4 separate regions of the Rattus norvegicus genome follow, and all the other regions are linked to region 4. A link is a contact called in public Hi-C data. All regions are on one chromosome and are shown on one strand. The core of a region is the stretch at or near the end of the contact, and the rest is flanking DNA. Distances in the headings are between cores, read along the strand shown. Region 1 overlaps Alcam (activated leukocyte cell adhesion molecule). Region 2 overlaps Alcam (activated leukocyte cell adhesion molecule). Region 3 overlaps Alcam (activated leukocyte cell adhesion molecule). Region 4 holds the start of Alcam (activated leukocyte cell adhesion molecule).

The links. A called contact is a pair of places that touch in the nucleus more often than the background predicts.
Region 1: a contact with region 4 is called in a Hi-C map of liver, with 4 times the contacts expected there. The contact joins the enhancer-like site here to the promoter of Alcam in region 4. A contact is called at or near these places in 5 of 12 Hi-C or Micro-C datasets (hepatocytes, kidney, liver and 1 more) and 1 of 1 datasets of contacts at active chromatin or transcription factors (oligodendrocytes).
Region 2: a contact with region 4 is called in a Hi-C map of liver, with 2.2 times the contacts expected there. The contact joins the enhancer-like site here to the promoter of Alcam in region 4. A contact is called at or near these places in 2 of 12 Hi-C or Micro-C datasets (kidney and liver) and 1 of 1 datasets of contacts at active chromatin or transcription factors (oligodendrocytes).
Region 3: a contact with region 4 is called in a Hi-C map of liver, with 2.8 times the contacts expected there. The contact joins the enhancer-like site here to the promoter of Alcam in region 4. A contact is called at or near these places in 2 of 12 Hi-C or Micro-C datasets (liver and mammary epithelial cells) and 1 of 1 datasets of contacts at active chromatin or transcription factors (oligodendrocytes).

The regions. Positions count from the first base shown.
Region 1 is chr11:61,920,398-61,924,602 of GRCr8, forward strand. All of the region lies in intron 1 of Alcam (activated leukocyte cell adhesion molecule), which reads left to right. Among named protein-coding and RNA genes, the nearest start is that of Alcam, 120 kb to the left of the region's middle. Within about 2 kb of position 2,409, at least 10 of the 93 cell types and tissues checked have an H3K27ac peak or open chromatin away from gene starts, as enhancers often do. A contact at or near this core is called in hepatocytes and liver, where this site is marked.
Region 2 is chr11:61,881,195-61,885,588 of GRCr8, forward strand. All of the region lies in intron 1 of Alcam (activated leukocyte cell adhesion molecule), which reads left to right. Among named protein-coding and RNA genes, the nearest start is that of Alcam, 78 kb to the left of the region's middle. Within about 2 kb of position 1,612, at least 1 of the 93 cell types and tissues checked has an H3K27ac peak or open chromatin away from gene starts, as enhancers often do. A contact at or near this core is called in liver, where this site is marked.
Region 3 is chr11:61,903,820-61,908,035 of GRCr8, forward strand. The region is part of intron 1 of Alcam (activated leukocyte cell adhesion molecule); the gene reads left to right. Among named protein-coding and RNA genes, the nearest start is that of Alcam, 100 kb to the left of the region's middle. Within about 2 kb of position 2,567, at least 1 of the 93 cell types and tissues checked has an H3K27ac peak or open chromatin away from gene starts, as enhancers often do. A contact at or near this core is called in liver, where this site is marked.
Region 4 is chr11:61,804,134-61,808,123 of GRCr8, forward strand. Alcam (activated leukocyte cell adhesion molecule) reads left to right here and starts at 1,324. Exons shown (of 16, transcript NM_031753.2): 1 at 1,324-1,586. The coding sequence starts at 1,514.

The sequences.
Region 1 (4,205 bases), core at 1,159-3,658, 120 kb after region 4:
ATTTTCAAGCACAATAATAAAAATATTTAATAAAGCTAGCATTTTCTTATCTACCAACCTCACCCATTCCAGGCATAGCCAAGAGTCCTTGGGAAACACAAATGTCTGAGTAGCCAAAATAAATGCTAATGTTCGTGAACTAAGCCTTGTTCTAAGGAAACTCCAGGGGCCTCTCACTAGGCTTCTGTTTACTCTTTAAATAGCCTCTCTTTTATGTTTGATTATATTGTTTTCAAAGGCCTGGCACATTAGTGGCAAATTGGAGAGGGACTGTGAGGAAACAGACCGATATATGGAAAAGTGCTTTGTAGGTTCTGAGCTGCTGGCAGATGTTAGATGTCATTAGCCAGAATGACTGACACCTGGCAGGAACTGTGACAGAAAAGATTAACAGATCGGGTCAGAGACAGCACAGGAATTCCAAATCCTGTTTGGGTGGGCTTCTCAGAACATCAGTGAATGGGTTTACTCACTTTGATTATTTCCAAGGTAGTCCCAGATCTGTAGCCTAGTACATGCTCGTGGGAATGACTGGGTTATCATGGTAAGGCTCCTTTCCAGCCCGCAAAATACGATGTCAGGAAAACATGTAACCTGTAGCTTGCCCGAGTGCTCGCCCCTTAAAGAACAAAAATGCAAATGACACAAAAGATAGGCTACATTATAAATTCTTTGAAAATTATAGCTACATGGTCCTGGAAAATTAAATATTCTGTGTAGTTTTGAAATGTGAAGTCAGATTTTCATTGTCCCCGCGACAGCTCTGAAGATAATAATCTGTTCCCTTACGTTTGAGACCCAGGGGTCTTCTGCTTGTGGTAGGACTTTCTCCAACGTGCTCTTACCCTCGCAAGGCAATCCAAAAGTTAAAAACCATGGGGCTTGCTAACGTCCAAACCATGTGCTATGCTTCAGCAATGGAATTAAATGTTTAATAATTTGTAAGAGATAGTGACAATCAATCCAAAGGAAGCGCAAAGCATAGCTAAATTGTTTGTCACCAGCAGGGCCACTGAGATGTCTCAGCAGATAAGTGTTCTCAGTGCCAAGCTTGACCACCTAAGCCTGTTCCATATGGTAGAAGAAAAGAACTGACTTCTGCTAGTTGAACCATCACACAAAAGCACTCAACACACACACACACACACACACACACACACACACACACACGAAAAATAAATAAGCAAAAAAGAATATATACTCTATTTTTCTTATTAATTTATATATTTATTTTCAAATATATATTTATGTGTGTATATGTACATACATACATAGACATAGACATACATATATATGTACATACATACATATATAATATATATATATATTAAATACAGCACCAATTAGAAACTCAAACCAATGTGCTTTCAGTATCATTACTAATTGTTAATAGGAAACTCCTATGGTAAACTAAGAAGTCTGACATACTGTACTCAGCATTTGTCAGCGGAGTAACAGTAAGGTAACAAAAGCAATGAAGTATCAGATCTCAACAGAATATTAACCCTTTCCTTTCCTCATAGTGGGGAGTGTGCATTGGAGAACATTTAAGCTTTCTGTTCTGTAAACCAAAAGTTAGCTGTGTTGCAAGAAAGCAAGTATTTAATGAGAAAACCTTGCTTGTTTGCTCTCTTATGCTGGTGTTTTTTCGACCGTAGGCTAACAACTGATATTTCCTGTTGTGTTGCTGGGAAGATTTCAGGTTTTGGTGTATGCAGGTTTTGCCTGCATGTATGTATGTGTTACAGATGTGCGTGTGTGTGTGTGTGTGTGTGTGTGTGTGTGTGTGTGTGTTCATCCTAGTGCACGCCTGCCTCCAATCAAAGCTAGCAGAGGGTGATGGTTTCCTGGAAGTAAAGTTTCAGAGAGTGGGGAGCCACCGTGAAAGTGCTAGGACTGGAACCCTGGTCCCCTGAAGGGGCAGCAAGTGCTTCTAACCACTGAACCATCACTATAACCCCTATGGTAGATTTCGAATAAAGATATCTTATCTGTTATTCAACCTCAATGGCAGACATTTCAAAAAAGAACATATACAAGAGAGTCAGAATCTGCCATGGTGGGTGCTTGATGCTATGCTTTGGAAACACTTCTCAAGCACAGGGCATCTGAGGAGAGCATACAAAAGCGACCGAGTTGGTGAATGGAAGAGAGGCCATCAGCCAGGCAGCTGCAGGTTAGACAGATGGATTGACTTCCAGGCAGAGCAGAGCACAGTTTGCTCTATTACCCTTTTGTGCAGCTTGGACGGAAACCCAAGAACAGACTAGACTCTAAGCCTCAGTTACAAGGAACATTCCAAAGACATTGTTAGAGATACAAAAATAAACAGCTCCATGCTCTCCATACAGGAAATGCACTCTGCATCATGTTACCCTTGAAGATTTCTAGCAAGTGAGGCTGGCAACAGTTGTCATTGGCAACTATCTTGGTCATATGACACCTTGAACTGGAGTACAGATGCCACACTCCTGCAAGGTCTTTACACTTGACATCAGAGACTTGCGGTGTCCTCCATTTAAACAGAAGCATTTCCAAAACACCGGATGCTCCAATTAATTTAGAGACTTCTAGAAGGAAAGGAAAATAACTATAAATTACAAGGACAAAAGTCTGGGGCTTTTTGTGCATTTCAATTGTGGCCCCTTGGTCAAATGCTCCAACTAGTAAACACACAAAACTCAAATAAAACAGAAAGGGAATTATTTACATTCCCATTTTAGTTCTCCTATTTCCATAATCTGAAGCACACAATAAACAGGGCCTGAAGGTGTTAAAGCATTTTATATTAACAATTTTCATTTAGAAACCCAGGCACCTAACGTTGCCCGTGTTAATATTTGCTTTGGACTGTTCTGCGTATTTAGTCTCAAGCTTCTCCAAAGAACTAACACAAAAGTCCGCATTCCTGTTTGCCTAGCTAGTGTGTGATTTCACACACTGTGTATGGTACACTCCCACAGAGGCTCTGTATTAGCTGTTCTTCAAGTGAGCAGTGTACTTAGCTATGTTGGGAAATGTGAACTTTGGAGCTTGAGGAGTCAGCAGACGTACGGAAACTCTTACCGATTTTACTTTGAAAACATTCATCCTGTCTCTTTATTCACTATGTCTACCTTTATTTGTCCCCACTGCCCTATTTCCTCACAATTATATAGGAAATTGAAGTTTTGCACGGGGCTCTGGAACTCTTGGGCCTTCTCTAGCTGTGTTTGCTCCCCATTGCTAGTAACAATAACTATCAAGTGCTAAAAACCTGTGCACATAACTGCTATCCTCAAAATCACACACCATTCCCTTCCTTACCTCTACAGTCATTGTGGGATAAAATCTAAGTTCTTTTTTTTATAGTATAGAACAGAGTTTATTCAGAACATGGTGAGGGGAATTGAGAGAAAGGCAGAGAGGGAGAAGGGGGAGAGTAAAGGGGAGAGAGAGAGAGAGAGAGAGAGAGAGAGGATGACCTTGAGCACATGGAGAAAGAGTGGGGAGGAGAATGTGGAGAGGGGGAGAGCAGGAACAAGAGGTAAGAGCAAGAGCAAGAGGTCAAGAAAATCTAAATTCTTTAAGCTTTGCTTTAACCATTTTCCAGATAGCTTTCTCAGATTTCTCTCAGGTGTGTTTTCCTCCATTGCCTCTAACTAGACCCAACTCTCAGCCAGCACTGGCTGTACAGGTGAGAACCTGTGCCCCCAATTCACTGAGTTTCATCCAGATTTCTTCCACCTGATGGGGTTTTCATCCGAGAGAACTCAATACACGTGGTCCTTTCGGGGCAATGCCTTCTGCATCCTGTCCATCAATCCCTCATCCCACAATGCTGGGTGCACTGTTTCTTTTACCCTAATAAATATAAGCCAGGCAGGTACGGTGGCTAGCAATTAGTGCGGACATGGTGCCTGGCAATTACTTCTTAACAAAACTTAATGCATAGTTATCTGTACATTAGTGATAACACTGTGGACTTGATACCATCATTGGCCTTAATGTTATAGCCAGACTATATAAATACACACTGGTTAAGTAACTACTAGAGATTGTCTGGCTTGTGTGGAATGAAGCTTGGTACAGGTCCACACATGCTGAGCACAAGGACCATGCTTTAGCTGCAAGTGCAGTTTGACTGGTGTGGCCGTATACAGTGCGTTCTGCAACTTTTTCCAGATCCTTTCCATCTCTCTACCCACCCAACTTTATGTCACCTT
Region 2 (4,394 bases), core at 362-2,861, 77 kb after region 4:
GACCACAGTGCAGTGCTACCGAGGACTGAGGGAACCGTGGGAAGGGGAGGGCAGACTGGTGGGGACCAAAGGAATGGCAATCTCTAAGACACTAGGTAGTTTTGGATACTATCCGTGTGTCTGAATGTATCATCTTTCGGTTCTCACCTCACCTGCAAAGAAGGACTGTGCTCTTATTGGTTAGTGTTCAACACCCTAAACGCAAGCAATTTAAGAGACAAGGGATTTGTGTACGTCACAGCATGCTGCGCAAATCTTGATTGCAGGTACTTGAGGCAGCTAATCACATTCACAGGCGGGAAGCAGAGAGTGACCGATTCTCAGCTCACTGTCTCCTTCCTCTTCACTCCAGGACCCTCAATTGAAAATGATGGAAAGACATTGGAGGGGTTCAAGGAAAGATAGTTGGGTGGAATGTGAGGAAGGGAGGAGAGAACGATGCAATTATAGCTCAGCTGGAAACATTAAAGTCAATATATTAATAAGTAGGAGATGTTTCTTACACCCTTCATTAACCCAGTGTTTAGATCTTCTCTCACAAGCATCCGTAGAGGCTGACCTAGTCCAAACTGAACCCTCACAGTTTTGCCTGGAGGCTTGTCTGTCTAGATTATTTATTACTGATCCTGTAAAACCAACAGCATTACTCATCATATTTTTCAACTGAACACATGGGCGATAATCTTCAGTGTGTTCAGGAAATGGTTTATTATAATCTCTACCCCCCATATTTTTCTTTTATTATTTCTTTTACTTTTGAGATTATAAAGTAATAACAACAGTTCTCCCTTTTCTTTTCTTGTTCCAAACCTTATCATACCCTTCTCTACTGCATTTCAAACTCATAATCTCTTTACTCATTAATTGTGGTTACATGCAAACACCTATATGCATGTGTGTGTTTCTTCAGGACTGAGATTCAGTATTGGATAATCAGTTGATATGACGCTCCCTGGGAGAGACTATTTCTCCTGCTGTCAGCATTCCTTGAATGCTTGCAGCTCTTTGGGCAGGACTGAGGCCTCTGGTCTTTCTCATCCACTTGGTGTGTCTGTTGTTGCTTTTCACCTCATGTTTAGGCTATTCCAACTGTCTTATAAGTAAGCATTTATACACAGCTATTAATGAGATACTTCAAGACACGTGACATATTTATGTAGATTCTTGTTTCTTACAAAACTCATAGATCTCTGAGCAGACTAGACCAGAATCCTGACTATTGCCCATCAACTGAAATGGATTCTGCGAGCTCCTTAGAAACTCAACCTCACAGTGCCTTCACTAACAAAGTAACACTGGCTTAGAGACTGTCATAGATTCTGAAAATACAGGGTTTTGCCTTTTCTCGTTAATCCAAAGCAGTTCATGTTCAGTTTCGAACATTTTCTTATTAATTTTTCTTTTACTATTTATTTCTTGGTAGTCACGTTCCAGCTCAGAGAATGTGGCGACAGCTGCCGTTTTGTTCCCGCTCTGTTGCTGTGCTCTCTTAACTCCTCAACATTTGGTGGGAACTCTTGCCCTCGTAGGTCAGGATTTCCCTCATTTACAGTCCTCTGTCTATTTAATAAAGGCAGCTCTGGCCAACTTGAACATTGTCCAAGGAAGCATGGATAAATAGTCCTGGACGGCTATGTTCCTAGGTTCAAATAGCAGACATTGCAGCAATCGGGGCCAGAGACCCAGCAAAAGCATTTGCCGTCATTGCCCATCTTCACAATTCCATTTAATGGTTATTCAATTCTTATGGCTTCACTATATTCTGAAGACACACAAGAAGTACATAAGCACTTTTCAAAAAAAAAAAGCCTCCTTTCCCCAGCTCCATTAGTTTTCAAAGCCATTCTTTTTCACCTACCACATGAAGCTCAAAGGTGAACTTGTCCATAGAGTTTAATCAAGAGGTATCTGTAGTCTGGTGTCTTTAGACATGTGGAATGAAAAGGTTATGAAGGCAGGGTGCTCAGGACATGGTTTCAGCACATATTAATTAGAAGCGAATGACCTGAATTGATTCTGTCTACATCTGGTCAAATGAACAAGTAGATATCTGACTTGTAGCCTCACATGTTAGAAGCTTAGCTGTGGGGTTGCCTGTCAGAAGTCCTGGTGCTGACTCTTAACGGTTTCAAGGAGTTAGAGTTTGTATTTAGCAGGATAGAGTGAATCCCACAGAGGGAGTCACCTTCTGAGAAGTGATTAAAACCAAAGGAGCTCATCGGAAACTGGTTCGTGGAAATAAATGCCATTATATAAAATTTCAGGTACAATAACAAGGATATGGATTTTGAGACTGTCTGGGATTGACATCACCATTTAATTAGATATGGAGCTTTGAAAATGTCACTCCATATCTCAGAATTTATTTTTCCCATTGGTAAAATGAGTGCAATACTCATGGGACTCTAGGGACAGTTTTCATGGATTAGCAGAGGATTTCTCAAGAAACTCTAGGAAAAACCAGAGCTTCCAGGGACTAAGCCACTACCCAAAGACTATACATGGACTGACCCTGGGCTCCAACCGCATAGGTAGCAATGAATATCCTAGTAAGAGCACCAGTGGAAGGGGAAGCCCTTGGTCCTGCCAAGACTGAAGCCCCATTGAAAGGGATTGTTGCAGGGAGGGCAGTAGTGGGGGAGGATGGGGAGGGGAACACCCATATCAAAGGGGAGGGGGAGGGGTTGGGGGATGTTGGCCCAGAAACCTGGAAGGGGAATAACAATTGAAATGTAAATAAGAAATACCCAAGTTAATAAAGATGGAGAAATGGGGGTTGGGGATTTAGCTCAGTGGTAGAGCACTTGCCTAGGAAGCCCAAGGCCCTGGGTTCAGTCCCCAGCTCCTAAAAAAAAAGAACAGGAAAAAAAATAAAGATGGAGAAAAAAAAAGAAACTCTAGGAAATACATGATGAAATAGAAGAAGTCCTGTGTTTAGCACAAAAACATTTACATAGTAAGCATGTGATGGTTAGATTTGTATGTTTAGGTGGGCAATTACTTATCAATTTGATCAAAAGTTATTGTGTTGTATGTTCTTTCATATGCTAAGAGAGTATGTGGTGGCTGGTCTGGGCTGCCACAGAGTTGGGATGTGTGCTTCTGCCATGGTGGCAACCTGCCTTGGGAACTAGATAGGTAGAGAGATTGCTGCCAGGCTCAGAGAGAGGCCTTCGGCAGTGTGCTATGGGATGGTGCAGAGCAGGTGAGAGGCTTTGCTGACTAAGGTTTAAGATATCCAGCAGATATCTTGGGGCACTGCAGTGCTAGATCTAGTGGGGGATAAAAGAGAGCATTTTTATTTTTTATATTTTTACAACAGCAGATCAGAATCTTGGGCTGTAGTTTGACCACAGCAACGGATGAATGGAAATGTGTGTTTCATTGGGCGTGGTTTTCAGTTTCAGAGGTTTAGTGCATTATTGTCATGGTGGAAAGCATGACGGCATACAGGTAGACACGGTGCTGGAGAAGGGGCTGTAAGTTTTACATCCGTTAGGCATGCAGCAGAAAGTGGCAGATACCACACAGGTGTGGCTTGAGATCTAAATCCTCAGAGGCCACGCCCAGTGACCATTTCCTCCAACAAGGTCACACCGACTCCAGCAACACCACACCTCTTAATAATGCTACTCCCTATGGGGCTATGGGACTATTTTTATTCAAACCACCACAAGTAACAAACATGGCATTTCACCACATTATTAACCAGAATGCGTTTAACTAATAGTGACTAATCTACCTAGACACGTGTCTTTGTAGCTAACTAGCCTTGAATATTGATTGCATCTCTTGTGGAAATGGACAAAGTGTACAAGCTTTATCCCACAGTGTGTTGTATATATTTATCTAATAATATTCTAACTTCTCCTATTATGATCAGACTTAGAAAGTGACATTCTCAGTTAATTTGATTCCTACACGTTTGTGACACAATGTCATCTTTGTCTCCTTCTCCTCCTCCTCCTCTTCCTCCTGCTCCTCCTTATTCATTTTGACAGTTTTACGGTGGCAATATTGACTCACTCTGAATTCTGTTATCACCTTTTCCTTCCCATCATGCCCTTCTTCTTTCCAAGCAGTGGCCACGCCATATGAGGAAAACGACACCTACACAAAAACAATCATTAACAGCCAGTAGTTTCTCAGTACAGGGCGAGGGGCTATTGTGGTAAGCACACATCTCCTGCTATGGTGTGTCCATAATTTCAACTCACACGTAATAAATATCTAAACATCACTGCTTCAGCGCTCTCTTCTCCATCCTCAGATTCTCACATCTTTTTATAAAAAGGTATTTTAAGATATTTGATGAAGATTCAACCTTGTTAGGAATAATTAGATATGGTTTCTGTAACTTTAGAGTCTTCAAACACTCTAAAGAGAAAATACAC
Region 3 (4,216 bases), core at 1,317-3,816, 100 kb after region 4:
CCAACCACCCTAATGATAAATGCTAATTTGATAGCCTAGAAGGGCGACTTAAAGAAAGCATGCAATTATAATGAACCAAAATAACGCCATGCAGTGTTAAACTGGGGCTCAACTGCATAGATTAGCACAAATTATATCAATTTGCCTAAAAGAATCATCTCTAAAATCAGACTAGTAAGGGCTTCTCTCTTGAATTTTTACCTACTGCTAGACTCATACCAAGGTCAAACTTGTATTAGGAAATTATTATGTACAAAATTGGGGAGATTTCAAGAACTTTTAACAAGTCCTTAAAATTATGGGTTTGTCTATTTTTAGTAACTTTGAAGCTGTCTAAATTTAAAGTCTTTAGATGAAAGCTTTGATCGTCTCATGCTTCATAAACCAGCATCCCACGGAGCTGTCATGGCAGTGATAGTCCTACTGGGAGAGACATGAGTCCGGTGTATTGAATAGACAGCTTATTGGCGTCATGGATACTTCTAAAGCTCAGCTTGATTTCTAAAAGGCATTTTCTGCATAGTGCATGCTTACTGTACTCGGCTATTTGAGGTACTATAGCACTTACCAAATTTTCACATGAATTGCTCTTCTGTGAATAAATCTATTGTACTAGCGTATAAAGCCCTGTATATTTTTACCTTCCAAATGGACATTCGACAAGCTTCGATTGTGTCTTCGTATAATTCTTGTGTGACTCAATCACTCGTCTTAAAGAAAGAAGGTAGAAAGGGAACAAGTTACACGACAAACTTCATTGAACTTTTTGTTTTAATAAGGAAAGGGTGCGTTCTACATCATTGTGTGTGACGTCTGTCTGCCTTCATATGCATGTGTATACACGTATCATGTATGTGCACAATGTTCATGGGCTCAGAAATCAGTATCAACTTCCCACCTTATTTTAAGTAAAGATCCTCAACTGAACCTAGAGCTAAGGTTTATGTTGGTCGAGGTTGGTGGGCCAGCTAGCCTCAAGAACGTTCCTGTATTGACCCCTCTAGTGCTGAAATTAGAGTCCTGCCTTCTTACTTGGGTGCTGCAGGTCTGAACCCAGGCCCTTCATGTTTCACAGAAAGCACTTCACCTTTTCTTATGTGTCACTCTGCATCATTGTAAAATCTCATCTTGTGCCGCATAGAGAGTGCACATCTGTTGTAATTGCATTGTTTTGTAGAATATGATTTATAGTGGAGCAGGAGACATTTATGGACAGCTAAATGAATGTTCTAGATAAGGGACATTTAGCAAGGTCAGCTTCTGGAAATTAACCAGTCCAAAAGAATTTCTAAATATATAGGTGAAAAGCTTGCTTCAGGAAATAACTTCCATGTATCTTTTAATGCTTATTTTCTATTAAAATTAGTAGCGTAAAATCTAGCTTTAAAATGTATAGGTTATATTTTTAAAACTACTTGAATTAAAATTGGGTTATTTAAAGTAGTGAATTGCTCATATACTATCTCTCTAAACACAGCATACAACATGCTTACATATTTATTTATTCAGTTATTATTCTGCTAGGCTAAGATTCAAAGTAGGTTACCAGTGAAGCAAGAGAATTTCTGCCTAGTCTTGCAAGAGTTTTATCTATATGCTCTAAAAATAGGGAAGGCTTTCATTTGGGAAACTAGCTAAGATTCAGGAAGCATGAATTTCAAAGACAAAATAACCAGTTGTATTTTTAATTATTATTTAAATCAAACCATGTGAAATGTCCTTGAGTTCATTCTGCTTTCCTTCCCCAGAGCTCCCTCCTTCTTCCTTCACCGGTGTCTAACTTTCAGATCCTCATAAAGAAGTTTTCTTCAGGAGACTGGAAAGATAGCTCAGTGGTTAAGAGCACTGACTGCTCTTCCAGAGGTTCTGACTTCAATTCCCAGTAACCACATGGTTACTTGTAACTATCTGTAATGGGATCCGATGTCCTATACTGGTGTGTCTGTAGACAGCAACAGTGTAATATCACATATAAAATAAATAAGTAAAAAAATGAAAAAAATCATAGAATTCTTGCCAATTGAGATCCCAGATAAATTAATTTTCCTTGTTACAGATGAGTTTGGGTTTAAGCTTAGGTCTTTATGCAGTCTCTGCCCTTAAGCACTGGACCTATATCAGAGTATAGGCTTGGAGGAGCTTTACACTGAAATTCAATTCAGCAATGCCAGCTTCTGATTTCTGCAATGGGTTTGAAATTAGGGAATAAGTATTCCTCTCCCATGTTCCTCTATCTTCTAAACAGATGTTTCAAGAAAAACAATGCGAAGAGATTAATAATCTATGAGCTCAAAGAGACCTCATGAAATATGTACTAGGGAAAAAGATTTCTCAAGCATGTTTCTTTCAGTAGAAGCTGTGGCTTCATAACAATTCTACTTCTGCAATAACGAACATCAGTACTTTTTAAAGTATTATGGAACACGGAGGGTACACAGTGGACTTTTGGCGGTGCTGCTGGTGATTGTTTGGCTGGTTGTTTCCTCTGAACCCCAGAGATGTAGCTCTAAAGACACAGCTAGAAAACAAAGTCCACACGGGAAAGCTAGTGATAGAGGTGGAGAAGATTGAGTTGAAAGGTTAAAAGAGTGCCTGGTTTGAGCCAACACTGATCAAAGAGTTCGAAAGTTACTTCTATCCTGAGTATAAAGGGAAGTGAAGGCAGAAATGGGACCAGAACTCTGAGGGAAACAAACTCTGGCTTATACCGTGCTCCTTCAGCAAAGACAGAACTAAATGTAAGCCAATAATGAATCAGAGCTTTAATAAAGGTTGTCAGTGAACACATGTCGGACAGAACATAGACTACATCCATAAGACACTGTCTATGTAAATGGGAGAAGAGAGGATGCAGGAAAAGGGAGGAAGGAATTGAGTAAGAGTGAATATATAGACCTGTATGAAGAGAGCCTAAAACACTGGAGTGTGTATGATTAATATCATAAATGAGATACTCGACCTATCAGGATTTGTTTCCTATTTTGCACAAAGAAGGGATTGGACTGAAACAGTATAATATGCCATTTAATGTCTTGAAAACATCTGATTCAAGACAAAAGCAAGCCTGATAGCAGATGCATTTGTAACAATGAATATAGTAGCTTATTTAAACCGTACTTAGCAGCAAAGTATTTTTAAAACAAGGATGGGGCACAGGCACTCAGAGTCTGAACCACCAACCAAAGAACATACATAGGCTGCACCCAGGCCTCCCTGCACATATGTAGCAGATGTGCACCTTGCTCTTCATGTGGGTCCTGAACAACTGGAACAGGGACTACCCCAAAAGCTGTTGCCTGTACGGGGGATATGTTCTTCCTAGCTGGGATGCCTTGTCTGGCCCCAGTGGGAAAGGAAGCAGCTAGCCTAGCAGAGCCTTGAAGCTTCAGCACAGAGGGTATACCCAGGGGCCCCACCCACTCAGGAGAGAAGGGGAGGAGGGATGGGAGAAGACTGTGGGAGGGGCAATCCGGAATGGGCAGTGAGCAGGATGTAATGTGAATAAGTAAAAAAAAAACTAAAATTTAATTTAAAAAAGATCTTGGAGAGTGGACTGAAGACTATCAAAAGGAGAAAATGAGATGAATAAAATGAAACCATGATGTCTTTAGTAAAGACAGTCCATCTCCGCCTTCTGCTTGTGCTTCTGCTGAGTTCTAATTCAGAGCTCTCATGCTTGACTTGCACACAAGGTGTCTGTGATTCAGTCAGATCTGGTGTCAGGAAATGCTGACGATTTCACTTCTCACATGCACCCCTGTGATGCCAGAAAGCGCCACTGTGCTTTTTTACCGCCATGCACATCACTTTTGATGACTTGAGGGGAAAAAGCAAATTTGTGTGTACTGTATGTTTTGAAATTCCAGACATTTGGCATTGGTGAGTATAGTCATCCAGAACTAGCTGTGTATCAAGACATATGTTCTCAAAAATGCAGGACAAAAGCGATCATTCCCTCTAGTGAAGAACAGGATAGAGTATGCTTACCCCATTGCCTAGTCTGGTAAAGAAGTCAATGGAGGGTTCAATGCCTTTAGAAAAATTGTTACCCAGTGAATGGATATGTATTAGTTATTTTGAAAATTTTCTCTTTCAGAGCATCTCATCACCCAGAAAAAAATTAGATAGATAGATAGATAGATAGATAGATAGATAGATAGATGAATAAGTGCACACATTTGACATGTGTTTAGGCATGATTTTATCTAGTTTATTG
Region 4 (3,990 bases), core at 74-2,573:
CATCTGCTAGATGCCTGGTTTTCTGGAAAGGGCCAGGAGGCATTGGCTTTTAATCTGAGTAACTCTGGATTTTGTTTTGTAACTTAAAATCGTCGCCTAATTAAAAGTAAACATGACTATTTTTTTTTTAAAGGGACGTTTGGAAAATCAGTGTGGCGACCTGTGTTATGGTCTAGAGTCTCAATTCTCACTGGGAAGGAAATGGGGGGAAGGGGAAGCACAAAAATCTCTTCTGCTTTTTGGTACTGGATATTTGACTAAATGATTTGCTTTGATAAAGTGTGCGCCAGCCAGGATTAGGGGAACAGAAGGACGGCGAATTCGAGAAGGAGTAACCTTCTTTAAAAGTGGGGGAAATTATCCTCAACCACCAGTAGCTGTTTCCGTGAGCCTCCGGGTGGAGAATTTCCATCTTTTTCACCTCCTCAGTCCTAGTCCAAGAGGACCCAAGGTGAGCTCCTCACCTACCACTGAGCTGCCCCAACAACTCTACAGAAGGTGAAGGAGTACCGTCGCTGAGGAGAAAATCCCTAAGGAGCGAGCCAGTGTACTGGGCTTCGGAGTGCAAGAAGACAGCTATGTGGCCAGGCTGGGCGGACTGCAAATGTCTCAGATCGTGTGTCTTGGGGGCGCTAACCCCCTGGCAAGAGCCAGTCCAGGGCGAATCCTGCCCCCCCGCCCCCCTGCTCTGAAGCCCGCTCCTCATTGGCGGGTGTGTCCTTTGAAAGGCGGAGTCAAGGGCAGCTCCGCCCACCGGAGCGCGGGGGCTGGGGCATCAGACTCTCCTCCCACCAGGGGCGGCCAGCTCCGCTCAGTCTCCGACTTGGTCCTGCAGCGCCTCTAGGCTGCGGATCGGCGCTCCAACCACCTGCTCCGCGCTGCGGCGGGGGAAGCTGGGCGGGAGGGAGGAGCGGGAGGGGCGGGAAGAGCGGGAGGAGGAGACAGGCAGCTTACACACGCCTTCCTGTCCTCCACTCAGAGCAGCCGGAGCCCGCGGCCGCCGCCACTGCTCCAGCTGCCGCCGCTACTGCCTCTGCCTCGGCTGCCACCTGAGGAGACCCACGGTCCAGACCCGCGGCGCTGCCCCGCCGACCCTTCTCAGGTCCCGGGAGATCCCTGCGCCGTGCAACTCTCCTTGCTCTTCTTATCCTCTCCTTTGCAAGAAGAGAAACTCCTCGGAGACAGCAGCCAAAAAGAAACCGCGTCTACCTTGACAGACTACTGAAGCGTCTCCTGGAATAAGAGGGTCGCCCGCCTTGGGAGTAGCAGCCAAAGACGCTGAGGGAGGGTGTGGAGGGGGGAGGGAGGAGTTGCGGGTTCCGCGTGGAGGAAAGTTGCGTGTGGCACAGACCCGACGGCGCAGCGCCACAGCGCCCGGGGGATCGTGTGTCTTGGAAAAAAAAGTCGCTGTCCCCCTAAAGCGAGACCCACAAGCGAGCGGGCCCCGTGGGCCCGGGGACGACGCCCCCTCCTGCGGCGTGGACTTTGTCGGTGGCCTTCTAGGAGGAGGAATATGGCATCTAAAGGGTCCCCTTCTTGCCGTCTGGTTTTCTGCCTCTTGATCTCCGCCGCGGTCCTCAGACCAGGTAAGCCTCTGGCCTCTGAGCACCCACTGTCGCGGTTGTTACGGAGCGGGGGCGGTTCCCTGGGTGGCCTGGGGCTGTGCGCTCTAGCGTGTGCTTAGCGAAGTATGGGAGCCATAAAGGCGCGCGGGGACACAGATCTGTCCCTGAGAACAGTCACCTGTGTCACACGTTTTAGGCTTGACTGGTCTGCTCAAGTTTGGGCAGTGAGATTGAAAACTGAGCACATCTCCAGGAACTTTGGGTGAGGCTTAGCTTGAGGGTGCAGGAGCCCCCAGGCAAGATCTGCTGAACTCTCTCCCCCGCACACGGTCCCTCCAGTCTTTCGGTATCAAAGTACGTTTCACTGCACTCAGAGCAGTTTCCTTTTGCTGGGCTTTGAGGTGAAATAACTGCCTGCACTTTGTCATGATAAATCCCCTAAGTAACTTCCTCTTGGTCATAATGTGAAGACCTGGGAGGCAGGGCGGGGGATAAGGAGGGCTTTGATCATCTTTTAAAAAATAATAATAACAACAACACTGAAATAGCAGCTGCATTGTCTCGTGGGTAGCTAGTGTAGAGTTGATGGCAGCCGAGTCACGCAGCGTGGACTGGGTTAGCAGCCAGGTTTGTGAGCCTTGAAGGGAGGGATTTCTTGGTTTCCACACCCAGTGTAGTGCCTCAGCTCTCACTTCTAGAGTGAGCCCTCGAAGAAAAACGACAAAATTCCCACCAACCAGAATGTCTTGCGTGTGGGGGGGGAAACCCCTTTTCTCAACCCCAGGGGACATCCCTGACCCGAGGTCCACCAGCTGGCCTGCTGGTTGACATGCCCCGGTCCTGCCCGCCCAATAAGCACTCTCAGTCATTCACCCTTGTGGCAGGTACTTTCCCTTGCGGAGCCTGAGGATCTAATCCTTTGAAGTTTTGATTTCCCACTGTTTCTTGGATAGTTGGGGGTTAAACTACTCCCTGTTATTTTGGCTGCGCACCCCCCTTCTCTCTCTCTCTCTCTCTCTCTCTCTCTCTCTCTCTCTCTCTCTCTCGGAGGAGAAAAACAGGTCTCACTTTCTTTCCCCCTCTTTTATTTCTGCCCACTCCTTCAGTTGTTGGCTATCTGAAGCCACAGAGGAGTGTTTGAAAGACTCTGAATCCTTCTAGGGAGGAGGAGAAAGTAAGGAGGACATGAGCCTGAGATCCTCAGGGCTTGGGAGCCGCTGCTTTGTGTGTGTTGGGGAGGGGGTGGCTGTCAGAGTGGGGGAAGGTTGCTTCTCCATATCTCTATATCAAAGTTACATTTCTGGGTGAGGTAATGAACTTACTGTTTCTGAAGCTGGGAAAAAATATCAATGACCAATCTCAGGCTCTGGGGGCGGGGATCCTGACGCCTGAGTAGAACCAGATTTTAAGGCAGGTAGGGCAGAGTGAAATCACTCGGGATATGAGCCACGAGCACCTCTAGTCTTGCACAGTGTCGTCTCACTTTTTTTTCTGGAATCCCAGTATAGGTTGGGGGAAGGGCACTTTGGAACCCACGGGAAGACGGCCAGTTTGTGAAATGTGAAAATCCACACGCCCATCTCCGGTGTTGGCTTTAACCCTCTCACACCTACTTCTGAGGCTGTCATCTAGCTACACTTCCACCCCCGGACTGCAGCACATAGCTGTTTAACCTTTTCCTGCGGTTGCTTTGGAATTTATTTTCAGTTGGCCCGGTCGAAAAACAGGTTTTTCTTCACTCAGAACTGCCAGGAGGGGAGAGGTTCCGCTTTCAGACCTGATGGCGGTCCTTTCAGCACCCCGCAGGCTCCTCTCCAAGCCACCAGCTGGGCGCTTTCCTGCAGGAGCGCGCCTGCTGATGCACGGTCGCCAGCCACAAACCCTCAAATTCGCTTTTCCCCTTGAATGATTGCGCTGATGTTGTGCAAACTTCTCCACGGAAAGTCAGTGTGCTTTTAATGAAAAGATTGTAGTTTCTAAAGGCACAGTGACTAAAGACACAGCCAAATCCTAGACTGGAACTGCGCCTCCTGCAGTGTCCTCTGCAGAGCAGAGCCTTGGGAGGGAAGTGTTGCCTGGCTTCATCCGTGGGACTCACTTCCAGGCTGCCTCGCTTTATTTCTAGAGCGGTTTTAAAGTCTGTCTCAGCTGCCAGAGGACAGAAGCTGCTCCCCGAGGTCTTTTGACTTATCGTCCCCACAGTAACCATCCATGGTTTGGGGCCTCTTGTATAACTACTGTTTTGAAAGGAGGGGGAGTCAAGACTTCAACAAAATCTGACTATGATAAAAGCAGTGAAGTGTGTACTCAGCATCCTAGGTAGCAAAAACCTCATTATTCTCGTAGAAAGAGCGTCAGCCTGTGGTGACATTTTGTACTGCTTTAAAGACAGCTTTCCTTGGTTATTTGCAAGGAGGAGTGGCGT